Regions from separate parts of the Anas platyrhynchos genome. Here region 1 is linked to region 2. The links are chromatin contacts, called in public Hi-C maps. All regions are on one chromosome and are shown on one strand. The core of a region is the stretch at or near the end of the contact, and the rest is flanking DNA. Distances in the headings are between cores, read along the strand shown.

Region 1 (7,261 bases), core at 1,817-4,316, 48 kb after region 2:
TGGAGCTGTAATGCTTGGAATGAAGTTTCCTCTTGAACTCCCATGGATCAAGTCCATTTCTGAATGCACAGTGTGCCTACAACATATCAATGTCTGCTTTGGAAGCAGACCACTCAGGTTTGGTTTTAGTTGAGGCCTACGGGTTAAGTCGTTAATTAACCTAAAGGATAAACAACAGTTGAGTTTGCGCTGCAAGCTTAACTAGGTCAAGCCCCTCTGAGGTGGATTGTAAAAAGTATCTAACAAAACTGAGTAAGTTTTCCTTGCTATATTAATAATGAACTTGGCAAAGCTCACAATAACCAGCTAAGCTGTGGTAACTCAAGTGACTCGCATGCCTTGACCTTTGATCTCTTTAATCATAAAATACATGACAGTATTTGATAGGGCAGATGAATTTCTATTCAGAACAGTCTGTCTCCCATGGCTGTCTGTACGGTTTGTGTGCTCTTTTCACTTGGGTTACTTTTTTCAACAGATAAAGCTCCACCACTAAGGTGGACTTGCTTGAAAATGGTGCTTGCCGTTTCATGACTTGATACTGCATCTCTTCAGCGTTCTGTGCTTGTAACCTTTACCAGAAATGCTAGGCATAGCCTAAATACAGCAGCTCTATGGTATCCTCTTCTGTACTTCTGATAAACTCTGATTTAACTTTCCAGTTGCAGCGGAGAACATGATAAACAAGGCAGCTACCTTGACTACTTGGTAACAGTGGGTAACAAGCTTTGACTTGCACCAGAAAGGCAGTAAAACAGCTCTCCTGGACTGGAATCCTGCTGCTTCCACCTCGTATGGTGGAAGTGTCCGAATGTATGTTCTCCTAAATGGGGGCAATGCAATTTGAGGGTTCTTGAATGACTTCCAGATGTGCTTCACTGGACATCAGTACACATTGGTTTCAGGTGGGTTGACTGGAATGAATAAAAAGTCGTGTGGAGAAATGCTGCATTTAGATTTGGGTTTTCCTGTGAGCAGAATAAAGGGAGCTTTGGCTTTTACCCAAATGAGTGCTTACAGCTCCGGTACATCAAGCTGGGAGGACTTTGGCAAGGGGTGTGTGTGGCTGCCTGATTGCCATGCTGTGTAGCTGAGGCAGTTGAAGGCTGTGTTGAAGCTGATATATTCTAGTAGTCTTTTCATGACCTTCTTAGAGCATGGCTGTAGGCAAGTAACTGGATATTTGAGACTGGAGGTCATGCGAGACTTGAATGCTTAAGTGCAAGTGTACTGTCAGATGTTATTCTTGCATAAGAGTTTGATGTAAAGTCAGGGAGCTGTTTACTGCAGTATGTAATCTTCTGTATCTGGCCAGGTTGTGGGTATTCAAGTGTTCTAGTCTTCCTTTGGATCTGAGCAAACAAGTATGTAGGAGACAAATTCCCATTGTAACAGGGCGTAAGTCACTATATAAAGTTCCATTTTAAAAAGCAGGCTAAATTCCAGGAGTGTGAGAGCTGACTTCTCTTTTCCTGGCTAGAGAAGGGTGTCTATAGATGAGAGTACAGATGCAGCCTGAAGAGCATCTTCAGTGACTTGTTCTATGCGTTCTGTACAGGCTGATGACCTTTTACTGCAATTTCTAGGTAAACCCTAGGTTTGATGAAGAAAGATGTGGGCGTTAAACTTCAGTAAGACTTCACTACATTACCTATCTGAAGTTGCAGTAGAATCCTGTCTGGCTAATACAGTGCTTAAGAATACTTTGGGTCTAAGGCACAAAGTTGCAATGTGGAATGTAGGGGGAAGGGTGGATGCATCTGAGTAAATACTGTCATATTTTTTTCCTTTTAAAACTTTCCGAAGTGCTAACCCAGGGTTTGGGGCTGACAGGCCTATCAATTTTTGGTCAAAAAGAGGATACTGTTTATCAATTCAACTCAGAGCATGTGTAGACAGAAGCTTTCTTTAATTGCTATAAGCATATGTTGCTATGTTCACCTCCTGTTGACTTTGTAGTTGGGAGAAGGAAGAGGAACAAAAAAAGCTATGATTTTCACCATGATCTCCACACTTCATGGAAATGGCAGGTGTTCCTCTTGGGAGGGGAAGGTGTTATCTCTTAACACCAAGAAAGAGGTTTAGCATAGAGGAAGTGATTGTGACTGCAAGATTTAATAAGATTGCCTCTAAACCATGTATGTTATACTACACAATGTAAACTTATTTTTTTCTTACATAGCTTCAGAGCTTTGTCTCTTACTTGCACAAACATTTCTAATGTCTATAAAAAGTTACTTTTCATTATCATGCTAATACAACTGATTTGTATTACTATTGATAATAAAAAAAATAGGCACCGTATTTGTTTGTTATTGATTTTCACAGTATTTTATGAGCAAGTATAATTCCTAAATTCTTAAACCAAGCAGCCATTGACTTGCAGTTTATGGAACTCACCTTTTGCTTGTATCAAAGTTATAATATGATTATATTCCAGGCTGTGAGGAAGGAGGGGAGGAAGAAGTGAGTGAGGATCCTCTAATCAGTGCTGGTGAAACTGTCTACGTGTATTTCAGAATTACACCACTGAAGTGCCTTGAATTGTTCATCTTCATGGCTGACTTTCTGCTACATAACTAGAACAGACAGCTTGCACTGACAGTGTAAACAGAGTTCCTCTCCTCTCTTTTTGGTCAATCTTGATGGGCAAATAACTGAACAAACAATGTTGTGTGGAAGTACTGATCCCTAGTCTTGAATGTGAGACTACTCTGTGTTGGTTTGTGATGAACAAACTTCTGCAGAGATGCCTCTGGTTCGAGACAGACTCACTGCACTGTTCATGTCACTGAATTCTGAATGGCACAGAAATGGGGTTCACAGTAAACTTGCTGTTGGGTGCAGTTTCTACTGTCATTGCCATACAAGTTGGAAGTGGCACGTCCCTTTGCTGGTGACTCCTGGCCAAGAATTACAGCTGTTTAAATAATCTCGTTTATGTGGTTCTTGCCTGATGTTTGCCCTCTCTTTTGGATTGACATGGTGGCTTACGTAGCTCTTCTTTCCAGTGAAGTCTATTTTAAAATACTCAGCATGACGAGTGTGAAAAGTTACTCAGGAGGTAGGAGAGGCTTCTGGACAGTACTATATGGCTGTACCTGAAGCCCAGAATGAGGCCCTTCTATTCAGATGCTGTTGGATGCCTGTGAGGAGTAGGCCTCCCTTAAGTTACAGCAGCATCAAACCAGGCAGTGATTGCCCATACTTCTGCCTTGGTGCTTGTTTGTGTTCTGCCTGAACCAGAAACTAGTGTGGTTTCTTTTGTGTGCTAAATGCTCTCCCAGTTCCTGGGATGGCACAGGCACCTCTTCCTGAGAACTTGGCTCCATCTTGTGGCTTCAGAAGTTAGAAGCTCTACCATGGAGAGGGGCTATTCAGCATGCTCAGATGAGATTACAAGTAGCTGCTATTAATCTGCTACCTGAATTACATGTAGAAATCCCTGCTAACTAGATTCTTCTGTTCTTGCTCTGCCATGTGATTTTCTTGTGCAGTAGGAAACCTTGTTCTAAGTTAAAGTTTTCCTTTTGCATGCAAACACAAAATTAACTCTTGCCTAAACATTCTAGTGTGCAGCAGAACCAGCAGTTTCTCACGAGGATGGTGGCTTTACAATTTCTATAGCATTAAACCAGTTTGCATTGCAAGTGTAAGTTTGTTCTGCTCACTGAGCACTGATTTGCATGCCAGAAAGAATAGTTATTGTTCCGGGGGACTATGCATTACTTCACAAAACATTTTGTTTCTAGGGGTAACTAAAGATGCTGGTTTTTCTTTGCAGCATAAAGCCTCAGTTTGGGGGTGGGTATATCCTGTTAAAAACCTTTTTTTTTTTTTTTTTTTTTCCTGCTCCCCAGTCTGTTTCCCCCACAACTAAAACTGCTTAGTGTCTGCTGTGGGAATGGAATCTGCTAGGGAAATGCCAGCTCCCCCCTAAGCCTTGCAACTCCAGCAGGGTTAGAGGTGAAATGCAGAGGTATGACTGGGACCCTATGCTCCGCAGTTACTGTCCTGATAAGGTTGATTAATTTCCAGTGTTTACAGTAAGTTCGTTCCAATGGGCTTTACTTGGCTTTGAGGCAGAATCATGTTTTCGATATAATCAGAGTTTATAGAGTTTGTTTTTAAAGTCTAGTGTTCAGGCTATCGGAGGCTTTATGCATGTTGGCTTCATAGGCCGAATACCAGAATTCAAGGACAAACTTGTACATACATGTAGCACTAAGAGACGAGGAAAGTTACTGCTTAATAGTACTGGGTTTTATTTAAAAGGAAAACACATACAACAAACTGAACTTGCTGTTTAGATGAGTGTTTCTCACCCTGTGGTCTGTAAGAGTGCTCTGTAACATGATTACCCTCCCCGCAAAATGACGGCATTATGCTGCTGTACATGTAAACAAGGAAAACAACTGTGGACTGGGGGAAGGAGCAATTATCTTAAAAATAGCCAAATTCTTGCTTCTAAATGAAAACGACCATGGTAACGTTGCCCAAGATAGCCTACGGTTTTACTCAGAAAAGTTTGTCTGGCTCTTCAGTTTTAGAAAGGCTGAAGAAAACCTGAGAGAAACAGTCCAAGCCAGATGCAAATCTCCCTGACAAAAGGATCCTTGGCCAAAATTGCAGGATTCAGAAGTTAAAAACTGTTTCCTGCTTGGGAGGTGGAGCTATGAAAACCAAGACCTACTAGGTTGCTGAACAGATGCCTGCGGGGTAGATTAGGTGTTTGGTTTTACATACAGCAGCTCTTCTAGTTAGCACCCTGGGCAGGGCTGAGGGAGAACCTCTTCCACTCTAGGGCCTCAGATTTTATTTTTTTTAATAGAAAGTCTGTGTAAGCCCAGCTTCTAGGGTTTCAAATCTTCATGGTTCTACTTAGGTTCAGATAGCTTCAACTAGTCATGAGCCCTTCTCTCCTCTTCCTCCTGGTGTCTCCTCTCTAACTAGGTGCTGAGCAGTGCCACCAGGTGACAGGCACTTGCTTCCCCAGGCACGGTCGGCTGCCCAGATCCAGCTCTGAAGACTGCAGGACAATGGAGAGTGAATCAGATTATGGGAAGAACCACTACCCGCAGAAGGATTATTAGTGCTGGGAGAGCTGGACACCTCAGACTTTGCTCATGAGAGCTGCTTCCTACCTGTGGAGCAGTAGCAGAGCAGGTGATTTGCCTATTCCCATAGCCAGGTTAGAGCTTTCTAATGTGGTACCTTGAGTAAATCCATTCGAGTGATGACAGCAGTGCAGCAAACACTTGTGGAACGGAGGGTAACGCCGTGCCTGGTTGAGTTGTTTTGATTTGCTTTTTTTTCCCTTTCCCCTCCCTGAACAGCATGGAGGGAGGAGGGCAGGCAGAGCTGCTCCTGCGTGGGAATAAAGGCCACATTTGCAGCTTTGCCTCAGGAGCTTGAAAACCATAAGTTAGGCCTCCAAAACTACGCTTGGTTTAGAAATAATGAGATGCTTTAGAAAATGAACTTGGAGTTCTCTTTCAGTCTTTTTGTTTCCAAGCCTTTTGAGTGCACTTGCTTCATGTTTGCAAGCTTGCTTTCTGCAACAATGATGGTAGAAGTATTTTTTTTTTTAATGCAAACAAAGATGTTCTTATGCTTGTTGATTCCAGCACCTGGGGCATAAATTTTCAAATATTGTGGCATTTGGAGAGGAGTGGAGGCAGGACACACAAAACACTCAACTTTAAGCCCTGTTTCCGCTGGGTCACCGTCTTCTGCCGTTGGAAGCTGAAGGCTTGCAAAAGCTGAACCATAAGGACCCCCTGTTGGTGGTCCCAGTGTCTGTCTTGGCAGCTTGCCAGAAGCCCAAGGGATGCACTTAATTTTCTTTATTCATTAGCATATTTTTAATCAAACGCATCAAACCACAATGTTTCCACATGTCTCTCCCATGGCAGATGAACAAAAATAGGTCAGCGCTCAAATGCACCTTTACTGTGCTGCAGTTCTGCAGTTCCTTCCTGCTTACAGCTACAGTTGGAGGACAGCAAATAACCTGCCCTGCACACCTTGGGAATGCTGTGATGAAAAGGACTTTGCTTCCCTTCTGAAAGAGGGAAAGCAGCATGACTTGTGCCCATGAGACCATTCTCTTTCCATCCACTGCTCAGTCAGAGGGTAGGAAGAGGTGCATCTGAATCCTCTCCAACTTGGTTTCAACTTTACAGCATTTGTTTAACATTAATTTTCAGTGAACAATCAAGCAGGTGCAATGTCCAGGGCTGAATTCCCTGGCCCTAATGAAGTTTCAAGACTGCTTACACCTAGCTTAATAACAGGCTTTTTACATTCTTGTCACCTGTAACCTACCTTCATTTACCTCATGCTGCCAACCCATCTCTAGCCAGGCAAGGAAAATGTTGCAGTGTTGAGATCATGTTCACACTTGCAGCTGAGACGTGTCTTGCCTTGTTTCTTATCTCTGAATTGTTCATAACAAGAGCTAAGTAAAAATTACTCTTCATGTTTTTTACATGAGCTTTCAAAGTTGGTTACACTGTTCTGGGTGGGGTGAATATTGCATCAACACCAAGTTAAAACTTATCTTTTGTTCTTTTTTGGAAAGAAAAGGGGATAGAGGTTCCAGGGAATAGTCTTCATCATGAGACAAAAATCTAGCAAAGTCCAAGGTATTAAATAGGTTTGGAGCATTTGAAATGCAGGCTTGTGACAAAGGGATGTGTGCTTTACTTTTTGTCCATTTCTAACTTTTCTGTTTTTTAAAGTCTGGCAGAACTCTGTTAAACAGAGGAGTGAGGATCCATCCCGAGCAGAGAAATTAGAATGGGCTGGCAGCCCGCACCTAGCTGCGGAAAAGCGAAGGAAGCTAAAGGTGAAAAGCTCTGCAGCATCCAGGCCTGTTTCCAAAGGGCCCCACCTCTTCTGGTAACCCTTTCCTGCCAGCCAGCGCGATCACCCCTGCAGCAAGCGGGGTGCACGCAGCAAGCGCTGCTGCCAGCAGGGTCTTCTGGTGGTCGCAGCCTCCTCTGTGGGGTCCTTCTTGTTCTGGGAGCAAACCTGAGGGGTTGGGGGCAGGAAGGGTATCTCTGCAAGACTTAGTTTTGGCTTCCCGTTTAAAGGTGCTAGGCGTTTCCTGCTAGAAGGCCTTTTCCCTGTGCTTTTGTGTCAGAAGCCCCAAACCAGAATATAACCTGTTGAGTTTAGGAGTCCATAGTGAGATGAAGAAGTTGTTTTTGCTGTGCTCCAGGCTGGCCTGTTCCTCGTGCCATCTCTGTGGGCTGCG
Region 2 (6,736 bases), core at 4,164-6,663:
AAAATATAGCTATTGTTGCAAAAGATGAGATGCATATCATAGAAGCAAGAATATCTACATCAAATTGTAAGCTCTTTTTGTATTGTGAGCCTGTTTATATTAGGTTTGCCATTCTGTATTTTGTACTGAGTACTGAAAGTCCAGATTGACCCCAACCATGTCAGTCAACTATTATATTATTATACTACGCTGTATGTCAACTATTATACGGCACAGTCCAGGGACAGTTCTTGACCTTTCCTGGACCAACTAACGTTTTCAACACCTAGCAGTCAAAGGCTATTATCTCTGAATATCTCTCATTCCTACCCCAGCCCCACAAAATGACTAATTTAATTTACACAGAAGGAGTTGGAGGATTTTGGCTGGAGTAGATGACAAAAGGAAGCAGTCTACGTATAAAGAGGGAAGCTTCTCTATAGATGAGAGCAAATCATTGTCAAATATTAAGTAATCTGGAGAGAGCAACAGGAGGCATTCTATCCCACCTGAGATGCTGATAAAACTTGGAAGCCATAGGAGTGTGATCAGACTGAGAAAAGACAAATGACTCGCTATTTTGCAAAGATGTGTAACTTGAGAGGGTTTTTTTTTTTAAGTTGGTGATAAAGAAAACCCTTTGCTACACAAGTGGTTTTGGTATTGGCTTTTGTCTTCCCTTTTCACTCTGAATGGGCCAACGCAGAAACTTGTAGGCCTTGGTAAAACTGAGGAAACCACGAATAAGCAAGCAGGGGGTTCTCCCATTCTGATTCACCAGTTCCAGGCCCACATCCTATGCTGATGGATTCTCAGCCCACCTATGTGTCTTTACAGTTATATAGGAATAGTTATCTAAACACTGTTAAGATTGTGTTAGGAGCTTGGGACCCAGAGGCTGGGTCCAGTGGTTTAGGCTGATGTTGTGTGGGGTTGAATTTGCAAAGTTTATGGGTTCATCAAGGCACGCTGGAAACAGGGACTTTATAAACCTAGGATTAACAAGTTGCAAACATACAGAGTATATGATAGTCCCTGCATTATAAAGATTAATGAAGGCAATTCTCCAGACAGAGTTGTTAACAACCTTTATTATCATGATAGAATTCATAGTTTTAAACTCCTGAAGTTCTAGGCACACCAGAATGCACACAGTTACACTGCTGAGGTCCCACTTATCTCCACTTTTTTTCCCAACAATACTTTGTTGTACAGAGAAGTTCCAATGAAGAGAGCTTCCAGAAAGATTTTGCTGTTTGGGCCTCTTCCAAATGCTGTGTGAACACAGATATAGCCAAATCCTATTGCTGACAACATTCAGGCTACATTTATCAGTATTAGGGAAAAATTAACTGAATTTATTTTAGCTGACAAATAATCAAGTCTTTCTATTCCAGACACTTCTAAGAAGCAATGGCAAAGCTGAAGTAGGCCTGACCATGTGAAGTACCTGACACAAGTGGGGTCAATTACCAGAGTGAAAAAAAAAAAAAAGAAGTCAGTTGGCATTTTAATGAATATTTATTGAACGGGAAGGTAACTACTTCTTAAATCTTCGCTCACTTTTGCTACTGCGAGGTTCTGGTTACCACCTGACCACTTTACTAATTAACAGGGCAGTAAAAAATGAATCTAAAGTTACATAAGGTTTAGCCTGGATTTCTTTTGTGAAAAATTCTAGGAAAAATCAGCAACCCTGTACAGACCCAAGATTAAGGAAAATGAGAGTGTATGTTGGGGACAGTTTGGAGTATGTCTTGCACAGACTGAGTGAAAATGGCAAATGGGAGAGGTGAGATTCAATACCTGACATCCTTCAGGCCTAGGGTCTCTTACAGTGCTGGAAATCAGCCTGGGATTCCTCTCCTTTTACTTCTGTTGATGGTGGAGTGCCAACAGCAAAAAAGCTATGACTGCTCAACTCAGGTTTCCACTCCTGTTGCCCTACACAGCTTTGAGTTTGCGTTGCTTTGACTTACGCATTGATGGGTACATATTTCTAACTAGTACAGACAGACACAAATTTCCTTTGACTAATCCTCCCCTGGCAAGTTGAGTCATCATATAGAAAAGGTTGTTTCTGCTTGTTCTCTGTTCAGATTATAATCCAGTCCAAGCTCCAAAAAAGGCCAGGCCAATAGCATTAACAACTATGACCCTCTCTGTTCTCCCATAGCACCAGAGGCAAAGTTGGAGAGATGTCTGTAGCTACCAGATTTCTGCAGGGGAAGATCTTCCTTGGAAATTACTTTGAAAGATGCTGGCAAGGATCCTGGTAAGAACTTAGCCTTTTCTGTCCGTGTTTCTCTGTCTGTCAAAACAAGGCATAAGCCTTCCCTGCTTCAAAACAGTATTGTGAGGATTCATCAGTTAACATGTTTACATCACTAAAAATGATTTTGCATTCTTAATCACCTAGACTTTAGTTCTTAGGAACACAAACTCATCCCACCCATCTTAAAGATCTTTTCCCTCTTTTCATGTATCCATATTCCTCTTTGCTTAATGCTGCTGCAAAAGGCAGTTGCAGCTAGCGTTGCTTTTGGACACGTGAAAGCAATTTTAACAGTCATACTGATTTTTTCCTGAGCAATGAAGTAATCGGCAAAGGAAAAGTAATTCTTCTTCAATTTCTGTTTTTCCTTTTTATTAGTGTTGGAAAATGATTTATACATCATAGTACTCAACTAAAATTTCTCATGGCTGCTCCGACTCCTTGGCGTTGTCATGAGAAACAATCTCAATGTATGTCATGAGGAATAATCTTAGCATATGTTTGTAAAGCACCTTTCAGTCAAGAGACCTCTCATAGGATTAATCGTGATCTAAACTGGAGTTGTCTATAGACATAACCCAAATTACAAATATCAGGTGTGTCTGTGCTTGTATGCTGCAGGACCTGTACCACTTGCTACCAAAAGGCAACTTCTCTGGAACAGAACTTAGTAGACAACCAAAATGTCCGCAATATCTTAAACATGAAGCGTCCTATCCCACTGAAATTGCACAGGCAACCTAAGTAAGCAAAATGACCTGCATGCACCTGTAATCAACTTCATGCCAGAACTGTCAAGGTATTTTTAGCTATGAAACACTGTTGGAAATGTATTTAGGGATGTGACAGGTACCCAAATCTGGAGGTGGTGACCAGTTTAGTCATGGTCCTGCTGCCTTCTGATCACCTAAGTTATCCTCCCACACACAACCTTCCCTGCCCTGTAAAATGTGCCGTTGTTTTCTTCCTGCCATGATCCCTTTTCATTCTACTCAACACTTGATCTCCTCCTGCTTTCTGTAAAACTAATTTTTTATTTTTTTTTCCCCCTCCCTTATTTCCACATATTGTAGTTTCCCCCCACCTCCTTCCCAAGCTACGTCTCTATCCAGGTTCTCTATCAGGTACCTTTATGCTAATGTGGGGGAGTATACACAGTCTTATAAATGCACAGAGTAACATGAGCTACCCTCCATATGGACTTCACTGTGAGGGTGGCTGAACCCTCAAAGGGAACGCTCTGTGAAACTGGAATTTCCACCCAGACTGGACAAAGTCCTGTGCTGCCTTACCTAACTTTGAAGTTAGCCTTGTTTCATGTAGGGAAAGGACCAGATGATCTCCAGAGGTTCCTTCTAATCAAAATTATTTAATGATTCAGTAATTCTAAATTGAAGGAAAATAGGGAGAGGAAGCAAGAATCTAAGAAAGATGGTCTTCTGGCAAGAGAAAAAAAGGAATACCACAAAACAAACCAGAGCCATGCAGAACTGGTCTGCTTTTCATCTCGCTTGCACTGAAGTAATTCAGGATGAAGTCAGATAAATGTTAAAATCAGTGAAGAACCAAGAAGAGAATCAGCATCAACATGCCTGTGGTTACTTCAGGCTTGCTTCATCTGCCTGGACTCAAGGCTTTGTTACTAATGTGTGTTGTCTTGTGAATATCCTCGGCTGGAATATTCCAAGCTACCACCTGTTTTGTTTCCTGTAGAAATGTAATGTAAACTGTATCCCAGCTTTTGAGAGGGGACTTCTTAAACTCTACAAAATTAAATGTATTAGTGATTTTAAATCACACCCCGCAACCTCACAATTTCTTATGTCTGTGCAATTTCCGATGTCCTTCACTACACGGAATGACTAAAGGCGATTAATCCTTGAATCAGAAATACCAGCAATTAGAAAAGCCCCTGGAGTCTTTATGAAGATAATGGTTCTGTGTTCCTGTTTATTTCACTGCTACTGCTTTTAAAAGGTTTATTTAGGCAACACATCACCACTGGATAAACAAGCATTGATAATACTATCATCTGTTTAATAAATATGAATATTACAAAGTATTCTTCTTCCATTATGCTCCTAGACAGAACAAATCCCTGAAATTGAAAGTCCACTAACAAAGCACACAAATGGAACAAGAAATCCGGCAGCAAAATATTTCTGTTCAAACAATAGAGCTGAAAGAGCAACACCCTGTTGCACAGCATGGTAGAAGGATTTGTCTGACAAATACTGAAATACAAAATGCCAAATCATTAAACTGCTTTAATATGGTAAGGTTCCCCCAAACCCAAGCCATTAAGCCAAAGGCCAATACAGGAGCTTGAAAATGACAGTAAACTACAATATATCACTCATGGGTGGTCTTACTGCTGAATCTGGGATGAATTACATGAAAAAAATCATGAGAACTTCTTAACACAAAAAAGAAATCTGAAAGGCAAGCACAGTGCCGTTGCAGAGTACTTCACAATTCCCAACTACATAAAAATGTTGTGTGCTTGAAGGCTGTAGCAAATTTTCTTCTGATAGTGTTTTATGAAATTACAACAGAAATAAAAATATCCTGGCTACTTGAGAGAAAAATGTGTCTCCTCTATTAGTCCAATTGATAAAGTTGGAAAAAATAAAAACAAAAACAAAACAAACAAACAAAAAAAAAACACAACAGATAAGCTTTTAGGCACACAGGTGCTTCTTCAGATCTGAAACAGAAACAGCATACTGCAAAGATAAATTCAGGTTAGGAACAATTGTGTTGAGTTCAGACATCTGCTTTGCTTCAAGTGTTTACTAATGTCTTTTTTAAAGACCATAAATGATGGTCTGTGGAATAAATTTATAATAATATAGCCCTGCAAATGGATTATTATTTCTAAAGTAGGCTTGCAAGTAGAAAGAAATCTAGGGAGTAAAACTTAACCTAACAATCTGCACAAAATCACATTGACTTTCCAGGAGATTTACAAGCCTGTTTGCTTACATTGCTTTAGAAAATATTAATTGGATTCCTAAGTCACTTAGGTGCTTTAGACGATATTACTTTCACTGGAAAGGGCAATAAACAGGTCTGGGTACTGCCAAGGAGTGGATGATTGGGAGTCCTTGCTGCTTATGCAAACCCAGCTGTGGCTGCAGGGAGCTGGGAATGTGTGTTTGCCTGAGTGTATCTTTCTGGGCAGCAAGGTCAGAGCTTGAGATACAGTGTACGCACAGACAAACGGACCGCAACAGGGAACACAACAATGCTCTGAGATGGCTCAGCTCTAATACAGCTCTTCAGCTGTTCCTAGTCATGAGGTAAATATTGTTTCCTAAATTTGTCACTTTTATTTAGTGAAAAGGTCTTTGAAGAGGGTTGGGAAGGCGAAGCAGGAAAGTAATTCTCTGTTATTGGCCATTGAGGAATTTTGAAGCTGTTACTTTTTCAATCATCTACAACAGTTTCCTTGTTTTCAGAACGAGCGCATGATATCATATCCTGAGCCCTTCCCTTTTCTTGCAGCTCTGTGAGGTACTAGGAGGAGTCCAGCCACAGTCACCGGGTGAATTGGTCTGGAAACAGGAGTGGAGCTGCCCCTGCCATCCTGTGCCTGCCTGCCTGATTCGCGCTCCCTGAGAAACTGCTGCTCTAGGACGAGCACCCTCCTTAAGCACAGTGAGTATCAGCTAAGAAACCAGATGATCTCTCTAGCTTGTAATGTGGCACTGAAGAAAGATCGCCTATGTATTTATACGTGTGCGCAGTCAGTGACAGAAATACACGTGAAAGGAGAACTTGCTTTCATTTTCTGTCACTGAGGTGAGAAGAAAAAGGAGCTCCCTGGCCCAGCTGGGGTGAGGAGAGGGATAGCAGCAATGGGGAAGGCTCTCAGGCTGCAGAGAGAGGGTTACAGATATGGGCTGGGTGCAGGAAAAGGACAAGGCGCACGTACTCTGTGAGGCAACCTACCCATTTGCTGTGGACAGACAGGAAAAAACAGCTGCTAAAATGTATACACAAGCAGCTCGGAGTGAGCACGTGGCATTGTGGTAATGCTGGGTGACAAGCACCTCTTGTTTATTCTTAGTCTTGTTTGACTTAACCAAGGCAGTAGTATGAGCTAGTAATAAGCTAAATAAAAAGAGAATAAAAGAACTAGATTTCTATACTAATATTCACTCATCCTGAAGCATACAGGCCAAGTAAACATATTAACAGTGAGTCATTGTTTCCTTTTAATATAACTACATAACCCTTGCTGTTGTTACTTCTGTACTTCTCCATCTTGGTCTTTTAGCTCTGTAATGAAAAGGGAAAGAAGGGCTGAATGGAAAGGTCTTGCCATTCTTGGTGGAGGGCCTAAGGTTTTGTCCGGATGTCTCTGCAATGCTAACTGGGTAGAAATGTATCAGCTGTATCAAATATATATTTAGAATTACATTTATAGTAGATGAATAGCTTAGCATGTTCTGGAATTCACAGCGTAAAAAATGTTAC

The links. Hi-C and Micro-C count contacts between places; a contact is called where the count stands out from the background.
Region 1: a contact with region 2 is called in a Hi-C map of liver, with 1.9 times the contacts expected there. The contact joins the enhancer-like site here to the promoter of RALB in region 2. A contact is called at or near these places in 3 of 8 Hi-C or Micro-C datasets (liver, small yellow follicle and subcutaneous adipose tissue).

What each region holds. Positions count from the first base shown.
Region 1 is chr7:13,964,550-13,971,810 of IASCAAS_PekinDuck_T2T, forward strand. No RefSeq gene overlaps it. Among named protein-coding and RNA genes, the nearest start is that of INHBB, 15 kb to the right of the region's middle. Within about 2 kb of position 3,067, at least 1 of the 8 cell types and tissues checked has an H3K27ac peak or open chromatin away from gene starts, as enhancers often do.
Region 2 is chr7:13,914,588-13,921,323 of IASCAAS_PekinDuck_T2T, forward strand. It overlaps RALB (RAS like proto-oncogene B), which reads left to right and starts at 5,414. Exons shown (of 6, transcript XM_005017507.6): 1 at 5,414-5,556; 2 at 5,762-5,914. It overlaps LOC140002915 (a long non-coding RNA gene), which reads right to left. Exons shown (of 4, transcript XR_011810570.1): 4 at 5,908-6,736.